Linked DNA regions of Macaca mulatta: region 2 is linked to region 1. Evidence: chromatin contacts called from public Hi-C data. All regions are on one chromosome and are shown on one strand. Each heading gives the region's core, a stretch centred on a gene start, on an enhancer-like site or on the middle of the called end of the contact. The rest is flanking DNA. Distances are from core to core; before and after follow the strand shown.

The links. Hi-C and Micro-C count contacts between places; a contact is called where the count stands out from the background.
Region 2: a contact with region 1 is called in a Hi-C map of fetal cortical plate, with 2.0 times the contacts expected there. The contact joins the promoter of FICD here to the promoter of WSCD2 in region 1. A contact is called at or near these places in 2 of 14 Hi-C or Micro-C datasets (fetal cortex germinal zone and fetal cortical plate).

Annotation. Positions count from the first base shown.
Region 1 is chr11:115,258,065-115,262,715 of T2T-MMU8v2.0, reverse strand. WSCD2 (WSC domain containing 2) reads right to left here and starts at 2,053. Exons shown (of 8, transcript XM_077954859.1): 1 at 1,754-2,053; 2 at 1,513-1,667. LOC107001008 (a long non-coding RNA gene) reads left to right here and starts at 4,458. Exons shown (of 6, transcript XR_013401323.1): 1 at 4,458-4,613.
Region 2 is chr11:115,644,531-115,649,116 of T2T-MMU8v2.0, reverse strand. FICD (FIC domain protein adenylyltransferase) reads right to left here and starts at 3,136. Exons shown (of 3, transcript XM_001095158.5): 1 at 2,902-3,136; 2 at 1,007-1,365. The coding sequence starts at 1,307. The region is part of intron 1 of LOC107001006 (a long non-coding RNA gene); the gene reads left to right.

The DNA of each region.
Region 1 (4,651 bases), core at 804-3,303:
TTCGGTGGGACAGGGCCAGCCTCCCTGGGGAAAACAGCATCCAGATAGATGCCCACACACAAGACCCGAAAGCAGGTAGCCTTGGCACCGTGGAGCTTCACTCTTTGCTAAACTCTACACTCAGCACCCTCCAGGCACCATCTCAGTTAGCCCTCTCAACAGCTCTCTAAAGTAGGAACTGGGAGCTCCCCATCCTACAGTGGAGGAGCCGAAGTGTGGAGAGGGAAGTGACTGGTCAAACTCAGATCTGATCTGAGACCTAGGTTTCTTAAATTCTAAATTAAGATCCCCTCCTGGGATTATGAAAATCTCATCAGTGACAATCACTCAGGGCCATAGAGTGTCTGAACTGAACTGGGACCTCTGATGATACATGAAATCTCTTCATTTTTGAGAAGCCGCAACTGAAGCCCAGAGAGGTCTAGTGATTTGCCCAAAGTCACACAGCAAATGAGAGCCAGCTTGAAGCTCAACCTCCTGACCCAGACCCAGGGCTTTTTCCAGGACATCAACGTCAGATTCTGACGCCCTGGAGGAATTCTTGGGTTTTGGCAGCCTAGGGGTGCAGCTCCTAACTTGGCCTGAGATCAGAATCCCACGTCACACCCCAAGAACTGTTTTTTTTTTAAACACAGTAATGCTACTCCTCAGAGGCAGATGCCAAGCCCAAGTAGGTAGCACCATGCCATCTATGGGGCTATGACCACAGGGGCAGCTCCAAAATGATCCTCAGAGACCAGGTGACCTCCTTGGAGCATGCTTTTTACTAATAGAAAAAAACCATCTAACCAAACTCACGAGCTGTGTGCGGGGCTCAGCAGAGCCTCTAGGGGCCTGGAGTGTGAGGATGAGAATGCCAGGAGCCCCTCTCCATGTGGCCCTTCCAGCCCCTTTTCTGCAAAAAGTTTGCACCTCCCCAGGCTCCAATAGGAATGGTCTCATTGAGCAGCCCAGGAAACTTCCCCTATTTTTTTGCTCACCTAAGGAGTAGCCCCTTTGAAGCTGTAAGAATTAGGAAGTGACCTCCACCCTTCCTAGTGGTTCTGCCAAGGAGGTGAGTTGGCTCTTTCGAAGATACCTGGGGCTGCTGGAAGGGCTTGCAAGAAGGCGATTTGGCTGAGTTGGTCCCCTAGTCTCTAGTTCCCTCTCTCTCTTTAGACACACACACACACACACACACACACACGCACACGCACACGCACACCTCAGAATGGACATAAGCAAATCTGCAAGGCACCCTACACAAAGCCCATTGCCTGGGCAGCTCTGGCTGTTGGCATCAGATGACAGGCAGCCTCATTCACCAGAGTATCACCCCCAAGAAACATCTTCTACAGCCAACTTGGAAATATGACTAGCTCCCTCTCCCTTGTTACTCTGCACTGGCCAGAAAGAGGGTGATTCATAAATCAAATTTACGGGGCCCACTGCCTCCCCGCTGGCCCACCTCCGCGGGAGAAGCCCTTGAATGCATGCGTGTAGGGGGCACAGGAATGCCCAGAGGAAAGATGCCTGGATGAGCCGGAATGTCCCACCCTCTGCCAGAAGAGAGAAAGTTTGTCATCTACGCAGAGCTGGGCTGTCACCACTCTGGGTTCTTCACTCGCCGGGCTCTGGACAACGAGCCCCCGACCTGCGGGGAAGCGTCTAGAAAGCGAAGCCCAGATCTGGGGACAGAACACATTTCGCACCAGCTCCGCGCCCCGCTCCCTCCTGGAACCCTCTTCCCAGGGCCAGGCACCTGAGTCCTTACCTGAAGGGTCTCCGTCACTTGTAAACTCTGCCAGCGGAGCTCAGCAGGCACCCGGGGTCCCTCTCTGCGACTCCCGCGTCCCGCTTGGCGCGCCCGCTCTGTGGGCGCCTTCCCAGCTGCTGCAGTGCCTTCAAGGAAAGCGGAGCCTGGATTTCTTTTCTCGCTACCAAGGCTCCTCCTGCCGGGCCCTGGGGCTATTTCTCCAGGTCTGGCTCAAGGGGCATCCTCTGCACCTCCAGTGGGAAAGTGGGAGAGTGTGCGCCTTGAATTGCAGCAGCGGCGACAGCGGTGGCCAGGGACGAGGAGGCGGTGGCGACGCCAGCCGGCAAGCCAGGGAGGCGGGCGGAAGCGAGAGGAAGTGAAAGCCGGGCTCCTACGAGCCTGGCGCTCGGGCGGGCGGCACTGCGATGCCCCGAACCGCGACGAGGCCCCGCGCGGGCACCCGCCCAGGGGATGGAGATGCCTGGGCCCGGTGCGCGCAGGACACTGGCTGCGGCTCGGCGCGAGGCTCCAGCCGTCTGGCTCTCGCTGGCTGCCTCGCCCCTGCCTCCTCGGCTGCCTCGCTCGCTCCCCCGGACTTCACGTCTCCAGCCCTAGCTCCCTGCGCCGCTGCCGCCGCCGCCAGCAGCGCGCCTCAGCCCGGCGCGCTCCTCGCACGGAGCCACAGCACTGCCTACCGCTTAACTCCTTGAATGCCACCTGGCCCTCCTGCAGCCTCCCGGGGAGCCGGGCATACCCGGTGCCAGGCCGGCTAAGCATATCCAGCAGGGGCCTCAGCCTTCCAGCCTCAGTGTCCTCTTCTGTAAAATGGGTTCGAGACCCAAGCCCAAGCCATAGGGTCGCTGGAAAAATTCACTGAGCGGATTTCGCAAAGTACCAAGCTGCCTGACATGGGGAGTGTGCACCTCAAGTGGCAGAGTGCTTGCTGCTGCTGCAACTGCTACTGTTGTCGACCAAGTAGCTTAGCACGGTGCCTTGCAAATAGTAAACACCCAATAAAGCGCAGTTTTGGTTTTTGGTATTTAGTTTGCAGTTTTATCAGGTGATAAGTTTTAGCGGTGTGACCTCTGGGTGATCATGATCACTTGCCCTCTCTGAGTCTGTTGCTTTCCAAGCTCTGTGACCTTGGGCAAGTCACAGCACCTCTCTGAACCTCTGTGTCCACATCTGTAAAATGGGAACAGTAATGCCCGCAGTCAAAGAGTTCCCAGAGAAGCTCTGGCAGAGGAGCCCTTCTCATGACGGAGCAGGACACCTAATGGGAGCTGGACATCTTTTCTTTCTTGATCTGGTTGGTGGCTCCACAGGTGTTTGTGACATGTCGTTGAACTGTACATTTACATATCAAGTGCTTTTCTGTGCATGGGTTAAATCTTAACCATTTTCTTTTTTGAGTGACGATCCTTGAGCAAAACAGATCTGGGTTCAAGCATGGGCTCTATTACTTTCTGGTTGTGTCACTGTGATCAAGTTATTTCATCTTGAGGAGCCTCAGTTTCCTCGTCTATAAAGTGGGAACAATGATAGTACCTACTTGATAGGTGATATAAGGATTAAAGGGTTTCAAGCAAAATGGCAGATGTGAAGCTTGAGGCCTGAACTCAACCAGTATCTGCTGGTACTGATCACATATTCTACAGTATTATATGTGTCCCATAGTAAAGGGGTGTCTGGGAAATAACAAAGAGAACTGAATTTGAATCTCTGCAACAGTTGCCAGGTAGAATACAGGATGCCCAGTTAAATTTTTAGTATAAGTCTGAAGTTTTACATGGGATATACTTTCACTATTTTTTTACATTGTTTACTTGGAATCCAAATATAATTGGATGTCCTTCATTTTATTTTGCTGCATCTTGCAATCCTAACCCCATAATTATCAGCTGTGTGTCCTGGGGTAAATGACTTAACCTCTCTGGCCTTGGTTGCCCAATCTGTAAAATGGGACTAAAGATTTCTTCTAATGTTGACAAGAGAATGAAATTGATTAAAGTGAGTGGGTGTTCCTAGCGGCACATAGTAAGCCCTCCACATTTGTTCCATACGCTTCCTGTCAATCACATCCCTCCTCTTCTGTTCTTCCTCTTTTTCCCTACCTGTCTTGAGGTCGCCAGGCCTCTGCACAAGCATTGTTTAGCCCTCTTGCTGGCCTTCAAAACTAGCAGATTACGATTAGCTATAAAAGAATAAGCAGTAAAGTTTTAGAATTTTCGTCTAAAACACACACGCAATCAATTTTGCTAAGAAGGGATGAAGTCTCTTTTTTCTAGACCTAACCATTGAGCACACTCTAATTTTTGCTAAGGGCTTGTGCTCCACCCCTGTGTATCCCTGACATGATTTGTGTTTCAGGTTTCTGAGCGGAGCCTCATCGTCTCTCGTTGCGTTTTATTTCAGCTCAGAATTTTATTGTTTCTGGCTGAAGTCTGTTACAGGACTCACAGAGGAGGGAGAAGAAACAAAGCAATCTTTGAAATAAATTATAAAGAGCAAAACAGGGTGATGTAAGAGAGTTTCCGAGCATTAAGATCGGCCGACGCCTCCGAACTACGTTCATAAAACGAGTCACTACCCCGTACATCACTGTCATTTGAACCACAGTGTCTAAAAATAGGATTTGCTCTAATTTCCTCAGTAGCTGGAGCAAGTGGAGAGAATGTGTGAGTAGTGAGTGGGCTGTGTCAGGCGGTAAGTAACTTCCCTTAGATGGTATTGCTCTATTGTGGAAAGAAGGGGACTCGCCTTCAGAAATGTCAGGCATATCCTGACAGAGCTCAAAGGGTTGAGATGAAGGACTCTGGAGTCAGCCAGACCTGGAATGGAACCCCAGCTCTGCCACCTCCTAGCTGTGTGGCCTTGGGTAAGTTAATTAACCTCTCTGGGCCTTATCTTTTACAA
Region 2 (4,586 bases), core at 1,887-4,386, 390 kb before region 1:
ACCGGCCTGGGTCCCTGGCCTTGGGGGGCTTCTTCCAGCCACATCGTGTGTACTCTACGTGCCCAGTACCACTGATCCCCCAGCCGTGTGGTGGTATGCCAGTCACTATCCGTGTGTCCCCAGAGCCACACTCTGTATTCAGGGAGGCACCTCCTTGGCTTCCTAGCCTCCTGCCTTTTGGACATAGAAAGTTCTGGGCATTTACTCTGCCTGGACCCTCTGTGCTGGACCTTTCCCATTGGCCACAGCTCCCAATGTAGGCCCTCTCCTACATCTCCAGCTCGTCCTGTGCTGGTGACACACCTTTGGGCCTGCAGGGGCCCAAAGGTGTTAACAACTCCCCACTCTTCCTAGACCCTGGGGGCTTTACCATCGCAGGACTGTTCTTTCACTCTTTTAACCCAGTGGTTTGATTGTGCGCCCCAGGGGACATTTGGTGATGTCTGGAGACCTGGTTAGTTGTCATAATTGGGGTGGTGGTAGGGGTGCTACAGGCATCTCATGGGGAGAGGCCAGGGATGCCACCATCATCTGACAATGCACATTCAGTCCCCACTACAGAGAACTGGTGGAGGTGGGGAGCCTACTCTAGCCATAGCCTTCCTGTCCTGGCCCCTCTCGGCCACCTGAGGATCAGCTCCACACATTCAACTTCCTTTAGTTCCTCGAATGCCCCCAGGCTCTCTTATGACAGTTATGTCAGTTATGACAGCTAACCTCTGGTCTCTGCCTGGAGTCCTTTTCCTTGGATGACTCCTACTTAACAACTGGGTCCCAGCTCAGGTGTCACTTCCTCTAGGGAGCCTTCCTGGTATGCTCCTACAGCCCTTTGTGCTTCCCCATCACCACACTTGTGACACTGTCTCAGTCACGTCACCTTGTCTATACTAGGAGCTCAGGGCTGACTTGTTCACAATACCCCGATGCCCTGCACACAGGACATGGCACACATTCTATGTCTGTCTGCTTAGTTAACAAACATTGAGGAAGACAGCCAGTCTCTTACCTGGAGAGGCCTTGGTCTTGGCCACCAGCAGCGTCACGCCCCTGGAGGTGATGCTGAGCTCCGTGGATGGGCTGCTGCACTTGGCGGCGGCATGCTGCGCCCTGTCCAGTTTGCTCCTGAGCAGGTAGAAGCCTTTGAGCACAGCCAAGCACTGCTCTTCCACAGCCCCCAGGGGCAGCAGCAGGGCCAGCAGGGACCCCAGCACCATGCTCAGCAGCGTCACCCAGAGGAAGCGGCCCCAGACTGAGACCCATTTCGGTTCAGTCACCGCCATCACTGAAGCCATCGGCATGAGCATCATCTGGACTCAGGAGAGGGCCCTTTGCGCATGTCCACAGGCAGCTGAGACACAGCAGGATCTGCAAGGAGCCAAGAGTCACAGGAGAAATAGACACGTTCAGGACACGGCGTGACTTCAGCCAGGAAGATGGGTTTGGAGACTTCCTCTTTTAGCTCACTAGAGAGACGGGGTGGGGGCAAGTCAAGGAGTGGATCTCACTAGAGGAGGGACCAGCCTAGAAGGACTGGTGCCACCTCCTGAGCAGTGTGACTGTGAAAATAACACTGCTGTGGTCCAACAATTATTGAGCACTTGCTGTAATCCAGGCCCTGTGCTAAGCAACAAAGGCCTCCCATGGGTCATAGTCTTCAACTTGAGCTGATGTTTTCATCCCACTCTCCAGGTGAGGGAACTGAGGTTCAGAGAGGTGAAGTCCCTTGCCCAAAGTCTCGCCGGGAGCAAGTGACAGCCTTAGGACCTGGAACTCAGGAACCCCACGGCTCTAACGTGTTCCCCCTTTCCATACATCCCTGTGGCTTCTGACTACAGACACTGGATTTGTGGACATATGTCAAACATTTGGGACACAAATGACTGACAGGCACACATGCAGATCAGCCACAGCACTTCTGACACCCAATCTTTGATAAGCACAACTGTTGGGTGGCCTCATTTATTGCCCTCACCTTGATATTCAGCCACAGCTCCCACAGTGCCCTTCCCCTCTCTGGCCTTCCGTTTCTGGCCTGTCCAGAAGGGACCCCACCAGGAGGAGGAGCAGTTCGAGCATCTCGAAAGGAACTCAGGCTGTGGGCCACAGTGCTTGGCCTCAGTGACAACAGGGCTTGTATGTACTTGGGGCTGGCAGTGGAAGTGGAGGGGGGCCAGGTATGCAAACACTATGCTAACAATAAGCACTTATTAAGCAACTATGGTGTGCTAGGTGCTGAGCTGTGTACTGGCCACACATTGCCTCATTTCACCCTCATGCCACCCTATGAAAGAAGAGCTACCCCTAGCTCTATTTTACAGACAAGGGAAACCAAGGCACAGAGAGCATAAGTTAAATTCCAGAAGGCCCACAAGAGGTAAACAGAGGCATCCGGAAGGAAACACCAGGGCCTCTGAGCCCGGTCCCCGGGTCTCAACTTCTACCTTATTACTAAGCAGGGCCTGTGCACCTGCTCTGGGCTGGTACTGACCCGGGAATGACTGATGGATCGGGGGTTCGGAGTCTTATGTGGAGCCTGGCCCTTTGCCACAGAACATGAGAAATGGCTTGCGATGAGCTTTAACGGGTGCGCCTGGAGTGCTGCGCGGGTCCAGGGGTGGCTTCCCGAGGGGACAGGCTCCTGGACGGGGCGGTACAGGCAAGGGGCAGTTCGCCGGTGCCAGGGGTGTGTGCGGGGAAGGAATGCGTTCCAGGAGGCGCGAATCTCTCCCCCACACTTCCCAAGAAAAGGAGAACTGAGGCCGGGAGAGGAGAGGGGACCGGTCCAAGTCCCCTCCAGGACTGCAGAGCCTCCCCTTCCCGAACCCCGCCCAGAGCTCGCGGCCCCGCCGCACCCTTCCCGGCTCCGTCCTCTCGAGCCCCTCGGGCTTGCCCCCTTCTCACCGCGCGCGGCTGTCAGAACCCCAACCGCCTTCCCCGCGCTCCCAGCTCCGAGGCCGCCGGCTCCCGGGTCCTCCTTCTCCGCCGGCCTCTGGCCCCGCCCTCGGCGACTCGCCATTGAACCGCCCGCAGCCCTCGTCTCGGCGGATTGGCTTTCTCCACTTGTCCTTCCCTCGCATTTCCGGGTTCCCGCGTCCGCCTCGGCTTCCCCGGGAAAGACGCGCCGTGGGCCACTCCCATTGGTTGTCGCTTGCGTTTGTCCCGTTCATGTAGCAGCCAATAAGCAGCGGGAGGGGCGGAGCCTAGGCCACAGACGGGAGGAGCAGGTGCTGGAAACCCGACGCGCGTGGGGATTTGCGGCACGCTAGGTGGCTGGCCCGGAAATTCTAAGTTCCACGGCGGTGCCTTCCTCGGGTCTCCTCGTCCCGGATCCGCTGTCGTGTGCCTCATTTTTCCCTGGCGTGAAATGAAGAAGCAGATGCTTTCCACCCCTTCACCCTGTTAGCCTCCTTGACTGCGCAGCCCCTGTTCTTAGCCTCCACCCCGTGCTGCTGAATTTGCCGCCGCCTTCTAATTTTCTCTTTCCCTCTCTGTGTCTTTTCCTCCCTGACTTAAACAACTTTTGTTTTCTTTTAAAATACAGGATCTCGTTATGTCGCCCAGGCTGGAGTGCAGTGGAGCAATTGCAGCTCACTGCAGCCTCCACCTCCTGGGCTCAAGCAATCCTCCCACCTCAGCCTCCCAAGTAGCTGGGACTACAAGTGCGTGCCACCACGCCCGGCGAGTTTTCTTTTTCTTTTCTTTTCTTTTTTTTTTTTCTTGAGACGGAGTCACTCTGTTGCCCAGGCTGGAGGGAAGTGGCGCGATCTCGGCCCACTGCAACCTCCGCCTCCGGGGTTCAAGCGATCTCCTGCCTCAGTCTCCCGAGTAGCTGGGATTACAGGCGCACATCATCACGCCCGGCTAATTTTTGTATTTTTAGTAGAGACGGAGTTTCACCATGTTGGCCAGGCTGGTCTCGAACTCCTGACCTCAGAAGATTTGCCTGCCTCATCCTCCCAAAGTGCTGGGATTACAGGCGTGAGGCACCGCGCCCGACCTATTTCTGATTTTTTATTTTCTTTAGAGACAGGGTCTGGCTATGTCACCAGGGTTGGTCTCAAACTCTTGACCTCAAGCTCTTCCTCCACCTTGGCTTCCCAAAGCGCTAAGATTACAGGCATGAGCCACCCCCTCGGTCCTCCCTGACTTTTTAATTTGTATCCTCTCCAGAAGGATCTGGCTAGTTCTTTTGGCTTCCCATAGAGAAATTTTTTCCTTGAAGCAGAGAATGGAAACCTCCATCTTAATCCACAAATACTGAAATTAAACATCTAGGGAGGTGCCCCAGAAACACTAAGTATTTAGAAATCAGCAGTTCAGATTCTGGGGAGTCAGAGAGACCTGAGCTCAAATTCAGACTTTGCCATTTACTCTCTGTGTCACCGTGGGCATGTTACTCCTAGCCTCACTTTCCCCACTTGTAAAATGGGGACAAACGGCCTACCTTGCTTTTGGCATCCAGTTCAGGATTTGCAGAAGGCTTGATGCTTCAAGATCTGACCTCCTCTGTGACAGGTACTGCTCTTGGAGGCAGGGCTAGGTGGTGGTTGTGGGTGTCACTGTTAGGAGTCACATAGCCCTGGGTT